Linked DNA regions of Mus musculus: region 2 is linked to region 1. A link is a contact called in public Hi-C data. All regions are on one chromosome and are shown on one strand. Each heading gives the region's core, a stretch centred on a gene start, on an enhancer-like site or on the middle of the called end of the contact. The rest is flanking DNA. Distances are from core to core; before and after follow the strand shown.

The links. Hi-C and Micro-C count contacts between places; a contact is called where the count stands out from the background.
Region 2: a Hi-C map of stem cell-derived primordial germ cell-like cells shows a contact between it and region 1, with 2.2 times the contacts expected there. The contact joins the enhancer-like site here to the promoter of Cdk16 in region 1. A contact is called at or near these places in 25 of 39 promoter capture datasets (the 3T3-L1 cell line, 3T3-L1-derived adipocytes, the C10 cell line and 16 more), 23 of 484 Hi-C or Micro-C datasets (B cells, CD4 T cells, CD8 T cells and 10 more), 19 of 115 datasets of contacts at active chromatin or transcription factors (the 230-238 cell line, astrocytes, differentiating embryonic stem cells and 8 more) and 4 of 9 other capture datasets (adipose tissue, embryonic stem cells, liver and 1 more).

What each region holds. Positions count from the first base shown.
Region 1 is chrX:20,686,181-20,692,232 of GRCm38.p6, reverse strand. It overlaps Cdk16 (cyclin-dependent kinase 16), which reads right to left and starts at 3,807. Exons shown (of 16, transcript NM_011049.5): 1 at 3,427-3,807.
Region 2 is chrX:20,789,789-20,795,840 of GRCm38.p6, reverse strand. No RefSeq gene overlaps it. Among named protein-coding and RNA genes, the nearest start is that of Gm26065, 7.6 kb to the left of the region's middle. Within about 2 kb of position 3,275, at least 14 of the 459 cell types and tissues checked have an H3K27ac peak or open chromatin away from gene starts, as enhancers often do. A contact at or near this core is called in differentiating embryonic stem cells and stem cell-derived primordial germ cell-like cells, where this site is marked.

The DNA of each region.
Region 1 (6,052 bases), core at 2,558-5,057:
CCATGAGGCTTCTATGAGTAACCCTATTTAAAGACTCAGCCATCTTGAGCTCCTTCACCTTTCTAATGTGTCCCTCAGATCTTACAACCGCCCCAGAAATAAAAATAACACCATCTACTTATTGGTTTCTTTCCTTTTTTACTGTCTGTCTTCTCACCACCACAACTAGAAAATTTGCTTTACCAGGGTAGATTTCTGTATGTTTAGGCCACTGTTCTATCCTGAGAACCTGGAATAATGGCTGATATCAAAAAGTACATACAGAAGTAGCCGAGCAAGGGGCTGAGAGCCTAGGACCAACTTTTATTGAGGTTAAGTCCCAGACACAGACTACTATAAAGAAGACACTTAGGGATGCTAGAATCGACAACCAGATGACCTAAATGGGCTGTTGGTGGGAATGGGGCCACCAAAAGGTTTAGGTCGGCATTCTTCTGCTTCCTCCTGGGCTCTGGGCCAGCAAGGAGGGGGAAAGACCTAGCTCAGGAGCCATCTGTACTCACAGCAGGGCCTGAGGTGGCCCAGGGCCCAAGTATAGCTAGAATTGAGGTTGAAGATAAGGCTGGGGATGAATTAAAAAGAAATGGGTCACTTGTTACCTTGAAACAAAATGCTTACCCCAGCAGCTCCCACTCCCACTTCTGCCCACTTCTTCACTAGAAGGGAAGGCAGAGCCAGCTTAGCAGAAGAAATCTCAGATAGATAAGAGTAAGATCCACCCACAGAGAATACAGGGCAATCCTGACCTTGGCGACAAACACTAGATCTAGGCCTAGAAAGTGGCCAGTTCCCAAGGACCAACATTTCAGGGAGGACAGACTCCTAAAAATATATACACTTAAACATTTATGAGCAACAAAACTTAAATACCATAATTTCAGTTTTCTGAGCTTCTAAACTTCAGAACAAGTGAAGGAGCAAGAATCAGGAGATAGGATGTTAACGTAGCATTTGTCCTTCTTGGCATTCCTCAGACATACTCACCAGTTCTCAGGCTACTCTCATACCAAGGACACGGACGGACGATAACTCCAACTGCTGAGCACACAGTTGCATTACCACCATACTTACACATGCTCCATTCTGTCCTGACCTCTAAAAGCACACACTAGATCCCCAAGAAGGCCCTCAATATTTATTAACTCCTACTAACATTCACAACGTCTAACTCCCTTCAGCACTCAAAACCTTGCCCTCAACTGTATTGGCATATATTTGCCCCTTTTAAGTAACTCCTACCACCTTCACGTTGAGTCCCTTCCTAGCCTAGATGCTTGTTAGCCTCTCTCTAGCACTGTCCTTCCCAATAATAGTGTCCCCTATGGATTCTGATCCTCCTTAACATGCATTCAGGGTGCTCTACTGCTGACCCAAATTAGCATTCTCTGGACTTTCACACGTCTCTGAATCCTCAGTACATTGTGATTCTTATACAATCCCTGACCAGTTTGGTTCACACTTAGGTCCCTTCACAGTTATGGGTCTCTTGATGTGCATGCAGGGATCTAAACCCAGGTCCTCTGGAAGAGCAGCACATGCTCTTAACAGCTGAACCATCTCTCTAGCCCTTACCTTCAGAGTTATGACCACTGTTAATATACATTCTTTTTTTGTTTGTTTGTATGTTTTGTTTTGTTTTTCGAGACAGGGTTTCTCTGTGTAGCCCTGGCTGTCCTGGAACTCACTCTGTAGACCAGGCTGGCCTCAAACTCAGAAATCCGCCTGCCTCTGCCTCCCGAGTGCTGGGATTAAAGGCGTGTGCCACCACGCCCAGCTGTTAACATACATTCTTGTACTTCCAGTGCACAGTTCCTTCCCTCAGCACAAGATTAATCTTCATTGTATCTTGACCCTGACAGTCCTAACTCTATCAGCACACCTTGAACCCTTCCTTAGCCCTATTCTCCAGGGAGAAATGCACTATTCTGTATCAGACTGACTCTCATTAGTGAATGCAGCTCCTCCATTTGACCCTGACCCCTAATAACATACATCTCAGTTCATGACTCCAATTCACTTTGGCACACCAGTACCTACTCCTATTCCCTGCTTCAACCAACCACTCCTACCACCATTTCTCTGGTTCACAATTGATTTCCTTCATAGCTCTGTTCCTTTCATTATCCACTAGATTCTCCACCCCTCACCCCCAAAAAAACTCTACTTCTGAAGCACTCCTCAAATCAGCACACTTCAGTGGCCCATGGAGAGAAAAAAGGCGTTTTGATGTACATCAGCATATTTTACTTTGTGCTCTTCCCCTAATAGCGTGCATACATTTAAGTGTCTGTATCTATCTAACCCCACAGCAGCAGCCTTTACAACAGTGGTTCTCAACCTTCCCAATGCTGTGACCCTTTACTACAGTTCCTCATGTTGTGGTGTCCCCCAACCATAAAGTTCTTTTTGTTGCTACTTCATAACTGTACTTTTGCTGTGATGAATTATCATGTAAATGTCTGATATGCAGGATATTTGACATTCGACCTCTAAGTTGAGAACCAGTGCTCTAGAACTTCATATATAGTATTGCCCCCACGCTTTCTGGAAGCCTTTATGGACATCCACTCACACCTCATCTTGACCCTTAGTGTGCAAAGCTCTTTATACTTCCTTTACTGACAATCTCCCGTACACATGTACGCACACACCTAAAACCCAGTAGTACAGGCCTTTCCCCATCCTCTCCCATTACACACACTCTCAGGTCCTTCAAAAGCTCTGCCTTCACTGGCATATACTGATCTCACCCTACCTTTATTACATCTACATACCCTCATCTCCAGGACCCTCCATTACCTCCTCTATGAGCACACCCTGGACCCAGAGAAGCTGCCACCCTCAACTCCGTGGATAAACACAGTATTAACACTATCCTGACCCTCATCACCACACACTCGGAACTATGCGTCTATCAGCACACCTTCTGGTAGTACCTCTACCACCCTTTCTCCATTTACACTGGGCCTCTCTGTAGCTCCAACTTCCACTAGAATGTTTTGGAACTGTCTTTACTTCAAACCCTGTTATACCCCATCACGTCCCTCATGGTCCTGCAACCCCTTTCCATAAGCACACTGGGCCTGAAGTCGTAAGGCTTTTTATTACATGTTCCTAGCCCTTTAGCAACTCCGAGAATCTCACTGTATCAATCCATTCCCATAACGCTAGTCCTTTAATCACCCTTCTCCCACTTAGCATCCACAGCACTTCCCATCCTCAGCTCCCAGGACAGGGGCCCAGGGCGGGGCCAAGGTCAGGGAGGCCCCAAATGACCCCCCAGTGCATTCTGGGAAACTCGAGGGGGAGGGGGCACCTGACAGACAAGCTGCCCAGAACCCCTTGGTCTTGTTCCAGCACTGCCTAGGGTCCGGCTGGCTCTCTAGGAAGAGCAGCCCCCACCCTAAGTATCGAGGACACGCTCACCGGAGGGGGCGCGCGAGTAACCTCAGAGCCGCGGGGCCGGCGCGGTGGCGCCTGGGGCGGCGGCCCGGGATGAGGCCGCGCGACCTCCTTTTCCTCCAGTTCGCCGCAGGCGCCCGTCCCAGTAGTCTTCGGCCATGGCTGCTGGGCCCGGGCCGCCGCCGGCTGAGGAGGAAGAGGCGGCGGCGGCGGCGGCGGCTGAGGCGGCGGCGGCGTCCCGCTCAGCCGGCCATGAGCTTGGCCACTGCGGGCGATGCCCCCGTGCTCGCAAGCGCCCGCTGGAATCCGGGTGTTCACGGCGGCTCGTGACTCACAGCAGACAGCTAGCGGAGACGCAGCATATCCCAGAGCCCCCCAGCCAGCGGCCCAACAGCCGCGCGCGCCGCGCTCCGCGCATGCGCACGCACACGCTGGGGGTGGGGTGTGAAGCAGGAAGGAGGAGACTCACCTCGGACTGCGTGTACCAAAAGAGCCTTCTGCAGCGGGAGGGGGTGCGGCCATTGCGTGCCCAGCAGGGAATGTGGCGTTGGCCCTGGAACGGCGCCAGGGGGATTTAGAGAGGGGTTAATAGTTTTGATCTTGCTAGAAATTTACTAGCATCGAGGTGAGCAGCAGCCAGTAGCCAGGCGTGCCAGTCACCACCTTCTTTCCCTACAGTCTCATTTGGTACATCCCCATGGTGGTAAACGGGACTTTTGCAAGGAGAAAAAGAACAGGTGAGCGAAGCAGTTCCAGTCCTTTGTGGTGCCTCGGGAGGCAAGAATTTAAAGGCTGGAAATGACTTTCTAGGAGAGGTGGCCTGGATTACCACCTTAGCTAGGACAATCTAGCCCCGCCCTGCCACCCACCCTCTACCACTAGTTTGTTACCCACTGTGAAACGTATGTGGCCCCACCCTTTTGAAAAAGCTGACGCTCAGCCAATCAAATTTGCTCCCTGCGTCAGGGCTGAGCAAGAATGAAGGGCGTGGCAAAGCTGAAGAAGCATGATCTAGCTTTCTCTTCAGCTTGCCTCCTCCTCTGTACGGTTTTTTATTGGTTTTCGGGCTCGCCTTTTTGTTCTGAGCGCTTCTCAGGAGATCGCTGAATATCCCGTAAGATAATTGGTCCAAAGGCCACTCAGTCAGCCGGTTCCCTCCTTTAACCATTCCCACATTCTCCTGCAGCTTCTTGGTGTGGTGAAACCTAGGCTGAGAAGGAAAGGCCTTTTTAGAGGGGGCAGACTCCACTAAGGCGCAGGTTTGGAACTTTGGCTTGGGCGGAGCTTCTTGCTGCCTCACTCTAATATTCGCGTACAAGCTCCTCTAATTAGGCTTTCTTTACACCTTTCAATTACCTCATCTTGTCCTCTACAGTCTTACTTAACTAGGTTCTGTTACACGGCCAACATTGCCAGGCATACCTCTCATTCTTCTCTGTAGAAAATGACACGATTTCCCGTATCTATCCCAAACAGTTCTGCAGACTTCCTGAGACTTCTTACACTGGCCCCAGGAATTTCCTTGCCTCTTCTGGGCTTCCTTTGGTTGGCCTTCTTTCCCAGTCACGATTTTCAAGCAAGGGCCATTGATTGGCAAGTACTTCTTCAGCCATGAAAGTCGTCCTTGCTAGGATAGACATCGGGTCTATCATTTAACAGACTTAATCTCCTTTCCTCTCACAACAGGAGAATATCCTAGTTCTTGAATATAGCAGGCATTTGTGTCTCTGAGACTTCATACTCGCTGTTGTTGTGCCTGGAATTCACTTGCCCCATATCTACACTTATTTCTTTCTGGTGCAGTTCCATTATTCCAAATCCCCACTTGGCTTTATGCCTTTTGAAAGGGGGGCTTTTAAAATTTGATGTTTATTTGCATTGTTAAAGTCTATTCCCAGCCTTGTGTGTGCTTCCATGCTGAGCTAATAATACCCAGACCTGGTCAACATTTTGTTGTTCTGTTTTCAGACAGTCTTTTGCAGCCCAGTCTCATCTTGAATTCAGTGTAGTCAAGAATGATATTGAAGTCTGGATTCTTCCTGCATCCACCACCCAAGTGCTGGTGTTATAGGCATGTGCCACACACCTGGTTTTATTTGCATTCTACCAACTGAGCTACATCTCCAGCCCATTTGCATTTGTGCCAGGCTCATTGATCAACTTTTAAACAATGAAAAAAATAAATGAATGGGATTGGGTCTGGAGAAATGGCTCAGTGGTTACAGACATTTGCTGCTCCCCAGAGTTTGGTTCTCAGCATACACATCAAGTGGTTCACACTGTATCTCCAGTTCCTTCTTTAGTTGTTGTGGTTTTTTCGAGACAGGGTTTCTCTGTATAGCCCTGGCTGTCCTGGAACTCACTCTGTAGACTAGGCTGGCTTCAAACTCAGAAATCTGCCTGCCTCTGCCTCTCAAGTGCTGGGATTAAAGGAGTGTGCCACCACCGCCCGGCTTCCAGGAGAAGTTTTATAAAACATGACATTAAGTGGATAAACATAAATGGACACAAATGTTTCATTTTACATTTTCCCCTTTTCTCATCAGAGTATTACTTTCTATAGTTATCACTTTGGCCAATAGTATAAAAAGTGTGGCACTAAGGGCCTTAGCATAATAATGCAGCATAGTGAGGATGCCCTCTTCTAGTT
Region 2 (6,052 bases), core at 2,026-4,525, 100 kb before region 1:
TGGACAGCTAAAGGCATGAGAATTGCAAGCTCAAGGCCTGTCTGGGCTATGAAACAACGTCAAGTCCAGCCTGTTCAACTCAACATGACCCTGTCTCAAAATACAGGGTAAAAAATTTTAGCTTAGTAATAAAATGCTTCCTTGGGATATATGAGGCCCTTGGTTCAGTCCCTAGTATCAAAAGAAAGAAAGAAAGAAAGAAAGAAAGAAAGAAAGAAAGAAAGAAAGAAAGAAAGAAAGAAAGAAAGAAAGGGAAAAGAGAAGAGAAGAGAAGAGAAGAGAAGAGAAGAGAAGAGAAGAGAAGAGAAAGGGATCAGTTAGAAGGAGTGAGGAAGAGAGGGAAGAAAGAAAGACTGGCATTTGCAAGAACATGGATTGTCTCTATATTAATCCTGGTTATTTAGCTCCTCCAGGACATTATGCTAAGATACTGTAGAGTGTTTAGATATGTCTTTTTAGTAATGATTATATTTGTTCTAAATGCTCAATTACACCATCTTTCTTTGTTCAGATGTAGTAAGTTGCAAAGGCAGTTTCTCAAAATTGCTTTCCTCTTATTTTGATGTTTCTGCTATTTAGATTATAACTGTTTAGATGGTTCCCTAAAATATTTTGAGATAGGAATACTGGCATATTATGCTATGGATGCTTTCATATATAAAACTGTATTTGGGGCAGCTGAAGAGATGGTTCAGTAGTTAAGAGCACTTACTGCTTTATCATGAAGACTGGAGTTCAATTTCTAGCATCCACATCAGCCTGTTCACACATGCCTGCAAATCTAGCTTGAAAGGATCTATATGTCTGCTGACCTCTGCAGGCACCCATTGCCAGACATCACTCTGTCTCAAAATACAGGGTAAAAATTTTAGCTTAGTAATAAAATACTTGCTTGGAAAGGAAAGGAAAGGAAAGGAAAGGAAAGGAAAGGAAAGGAAAGGAAAGGAAAGGAAAGGAAGGGAAAAAAAAGGAAGGGATCAGTTAGAAGGAGTGAGGAAGAGAGGGACCAAAATGGTTGGATTATGTAGGAAAGAGCAACCCAGCCTCCTAGGATGGAGAATTCAGAGTATGGGTAACAGTAGGAGCTGTGGGATACTGGAAGAGAACCTGTTGGCCAGGTCTGCTTTGATATGTTAAATAGGCACCTCAGCCATTTGTCTTAGGTTTGAAACCTAATAGTCCAGCCTTTTTGTTGACCATAAGAGGCGAAGCAATCTCCCCAATATTATGTCCTGCTGACATTGGGGCATTTGTGTTTCGGGCGGGGAGTAGGAAGAGAAAGCTGGAATACTTATTCTTGAAGAGCAGACTGTTTTAGCGCCTGTCCAAACTCTACAGGACCACTGGGGCTAGGAAAATACAGGCAGAGTTTTGGAGCGGTCTGTGACACTGGACCACCTGGGGCTAGCCACTTTGAAGCTGTCTAGGATGCAGATTTTAAGGGAACACCTGGAGCTAGCAGTCGGCAGTTGATCTGAAATCTGCTGGGACTGATGTCTAGGGAGAAAAAGGAAAGTTAAGGAGTTTAGGGAAGTTGTTTGTTTGTTTGTTTGTTTGTTTGTTTTTAAATCTAGGGTGTACTTTGAAACTTTCAGACCCATGGTCCTGGCAGTTGGGGGAGGGGAGTCCCAAGACCAGCGGAGAGTTAAAAATTCCACCCTCAGAAATAGGAAGTAGGCAGGAAACCTCAGGCTGTTGGTTGATAGGAGAACTTTTTTGGAGTTCATTTGAATTGGATCCAAGTGGATTCCCTGAAGCTTAAAAGATTTTTTTTAAGTTTACAAAAAGAGATAAGTTGTGAGCTATTTTAGCATTACCACTGTTTATAACCTGTACTGAAATGCACATTGTAGATAGAGCCATGTATTGTAGTAGAGTCATGCCTTTGAGTTGTAGGAAAAGTTTGGGGACTCAAAGATGACTTTTGGGTTAAAAGCATGATCACTCTTTCCTCTGTCCAGATGAGGGCGGATATAGATTGGACAGGCACTTTAGCACACTGAGAAGAACTTTAAATCTATACTTAGAAGACAGACAAATAAAATGCTGGAGAGATGGCTCAGTGGTTAAGAGCACTGACTGTTCTTCCAGACATCCTGAGTTCAATTCCCAGCAACCACACGGTGGGTCACAACCATCTGTAATAGGATCTGACTATGACAGTGTACTCATATTTTAAAAAAAAAAAAGAAAAGAAAAACAACAGCAAAACAAATAAAATGTAAAATCTTGAGAGCTTGTGATTATAATAATATGCTTTACCGGAGCTACAATAATAGCTTACATTAATAGCTTATCAGAACTCTACTGATGAATGCTAAAACAACTTTGAAGTCTTTTAATTAATGGTTTTAAGTGTAGGAGTGCTCTGTGTGCATATACACCTGAGCGCCAGAAGAGGGCAACGGATCCCTTTAGATGGTTGCGGGAATTGTATTTAGGACCTCTGGAAGAACAGCCAGTGTTTTTAGCCGCTGAGCCATCTCACCAGCTGGTGAAGTCTTTTGTTGTTGTTGTTGTTGTTGTTGTTGTTGTTTTCTTTTTGTTTTGTTTTGTTTTTTCCAATCCAAGGTTTCTCTGTGTAGCCCCGGCTGTCCGGGAAATCTCTCTGTAGACCAGGCTGGCCTCAAATTTAGAAATCTCCCTGCCTCTGCCTCCCAAGAGCTGGGATTACAGGTATACTCCACCACTGTCCAGCTGGTGAAGTTTTAATATAACAATAACATAGTGAGGGAAAGAATTTTGAAGCATTATTAATTTTTTTTTTTCTGAGACAGGGTTTCTCTGTGTAGCCCTGGCTGTCCTGGAACTCACTTTGTAAACCAGGCTGGCCTCGAACTCAGAAATCCGCCTGCCTCTGCCTCCCAAGTGCTGGGATTAAAGGTGTGCGCCACCACGCCCGGCTGCATTTTTAATTTTTTATATACTTTAAATCATTTCGTTATATCTTTACAGATTGTATTTACACAACTTAAAACAGCCTCCTAGAATTTATAACCTACATAAGCTTTAATTTTTTTATGTAATTATTTATCAGGAGACACAAGTGGTTGATAATTGAGAACAGTCACTGTAAAGAAAGTACCTTTAAATAGAGGAAGAGTAAAAAGTTACTTTGAAACCTGAAACCTGTTTTGGTTTTGGTTTTTTTGGTTTTTGTTTTTTTTTTTTTTTTTTTTTGAGCTTATCTCTTTTTAGCAAGATAAACTGTTCCTCTCTCACAGCGGAGGTCTAAAAGCTCTAGGAAAGCCTGAGGCTTTATATTTGCATATGAAGAGAACTGTGAAGCCTGCGGGGAGAAGGTGCAGGGAGAAGCTGAGTGCTTGCGGCTGTTAAACCTAGAAGTTAGTCAATGAATACCCTCAGAGATCTGAGAAGGATAAATTCTAGCTGGAAGGACAAGCCAAAAGGTCTTTGTTATCAGTTAAAATGTCAATAACATTCCCGTTATCTAAAATGGGTTACTTCAGGGTTCTGTAATCTTGATAGTTTCCTTGGAGTCATATTGAGCAGCAGGGCCTTTGGCTGTCACACCCAAGAGATTTGTCCTGTAGAGGAGCTTGGGAAAACTCACCTTACTTTTTGATCAGGCAAAGTAGGGTGATCAACCCAAAAATGCCCAGTTTGTGTAGGGCCCTGGCAGCAGGTGAGACCCTGGGCAGTTTTCTCCAGGGGTTAGTGTTACCACCATCCAGGTGGAGTCACCATGCCCCATCCGTCTTCTTTAGTGGGATACCCACTAGGAAGAGGCATGTCTATTATGGAAAGCTTAAACTTTGTTTTGTTTTGTTTTGTTTTCGAGACAGGGTTTTTCTGTGTAGCCCTGGCTGTCCTGGAACTCACTCTGTAGATCAGGCTGGCCTGGAATTTAGAAATCTGCCACCCTCTGCCTCTCAAGTGTTGGAATTAAAGGTGTGATCCACCATCATCCAGCTACTTAAATGTTTTAAATGCCACGTTCAGTAGCTCTCTGAAGAGTTTGAGGACAATAAATTCCTTATTTACTTGCTTTAGGCTTAACTTTGAAAACACATTCAGAAGGCTAAATAAAGCTTGTCATTAAATGAACAGTTTACAAACTAGAAGTTTAACAAAGTTACCAAAGATGAAGAAGCTAGACAAATAGTACTGTGACTTAGGAATTTATAAACCATCTTTATTAAATATAGCTTGTCGAACATATGTTGTTAGTTATCTAAATTCTCTGGAAGCCTGGTGTTGAGCAGTTAGGAAAGACATAAATAAGTAGCTATATATCCTAAATCAGCTTTTGTTAATCTGAGTAGACACTATTTGTGGCAGCTTTGACAGTTTGTGTTTGGTTTCTGCACACACACACCTCATACACACAAGGGACTGAGATGCATATTTCACACACCAAAGCAGACTTGGCCCTGGCCTCCTAAAGGTTCTTCCAGCGTCCCTCAGTCCCTATCTGTCCCCAACTCAGAACTTTCCAGCCCAAGGGCTGGGCTGCCCTCCCCCCCCCAGATGTTCTTCCCTTTATAATCCAGACATTTTGATCCCCCCTTCTCTCTTCTCTCTCTCCCTCACTCCCCTTTCCATTAAACCTGTGTTTAATATAATCTAATCTGACTTTCATTGGTGAAATTCTCATTTCCTTGGTGGAGAAATAACTTATCACTTTGGACTGATCTTCCAGGAGCCCGTATAGACCTGATAACTTTTAGGGCCTTGATTTTTAGTTAGATAAGAATTAGGCATGAAGTTACTCATTATTATTGTGTCAAGGTCAGATGTCAGATAGCCATGTCAGCTTGCTTTTGGCTTCCACCCAGCCTGCTAGGTTCCCACTGGCGGGTCGTAACCACACCAACCCCGTGCTTCAAATCCCCCACAGCCTTTGAGAACCACCTCAGGCAAACCCACACTTGGCCACTATATCTTTCTCTCTAGACCCAGAAGGTCTGCTGCGTGAAGGAAAACACAACACAAACTTAGTTCAGAAACAATGGTAACTCAATCTCTGGGCACAATAACTAAAACCTAATCTTGTAAGCCTTATTAAAATCTGATTCCTCTGGTGGCAAATTCTTGCAGATTCGCCATGATACCCGGAAACTCTAGCAGCTACATCTTACCCCTCTGCTGTCCTGTTCCAAAAATAAATTAACACCAGGATCACACTCATATCAACACGTCCAACAGATGACTCAGACCATGTGTGGTGGCTCACAATTTAAATTCCAGCACTTGAAAAGCAAGAGGAAGGTGTGTTTGAGGCAAGCCTGGTCTATATCACCAGTTCCAGGCCAGCCAGGGCTACATAGACTCTATCTCAAAAAGGGGAGTGGTAGTAGACACAGAAATATAATTCAAAAACAGCCAACAACCAAGTAAATATATTAACCAAAAGCATGAAAACATACGTCAAAACACTAAAATTATTCTTCTTGAGATTGGTGTTTTCAACCTCTGTATTGTGACATATACTCACACACACACACAAACATACACACACACACACACACACATACACCCCAGCCATACTGGACAAGCAGACCTTGAACATCTGCCAGGCAGGTGGAACAGACCTTGGCTAAGCAGACCTTGAATATTTGCCACAATAGGCAGAATATACAGGCCTTGAACGATAAGCTTTATTGGCCTGAATAGAGACATCTGCCTTGCCTGCAGCTGCAAACTTTGATGTACTGTAAATGAGCTGACAAGAAATGGAAACTTATCGGATTGGCTGCTGTGCCATTGCTACCCTGCGTTACTGTCCTGGAGATGGGTTTTGTGGGTTTTCACTTTATATACACTGTGCTGAATATTAAGCTTTGATCCTTGATCAGAACCTTGTCTTCTTGACTCCATGTTTCTCTTGCCCCGCGCCCTTTTCATTTCCAGCCCTCCTTTCAGGTGAGCCTTGCTTGACAGTATACTACTGGATGGCCACACTGTATCAACATTTTGTACAAAATTCGAGCTCCTGCTCTCAAGAGGTAAACTATGGCAATGAGGCTGTACCCTATCCTAAGTCACTATGTATTGTGACTTTTAGACTAAGCCTTGCCATAGGTGACTC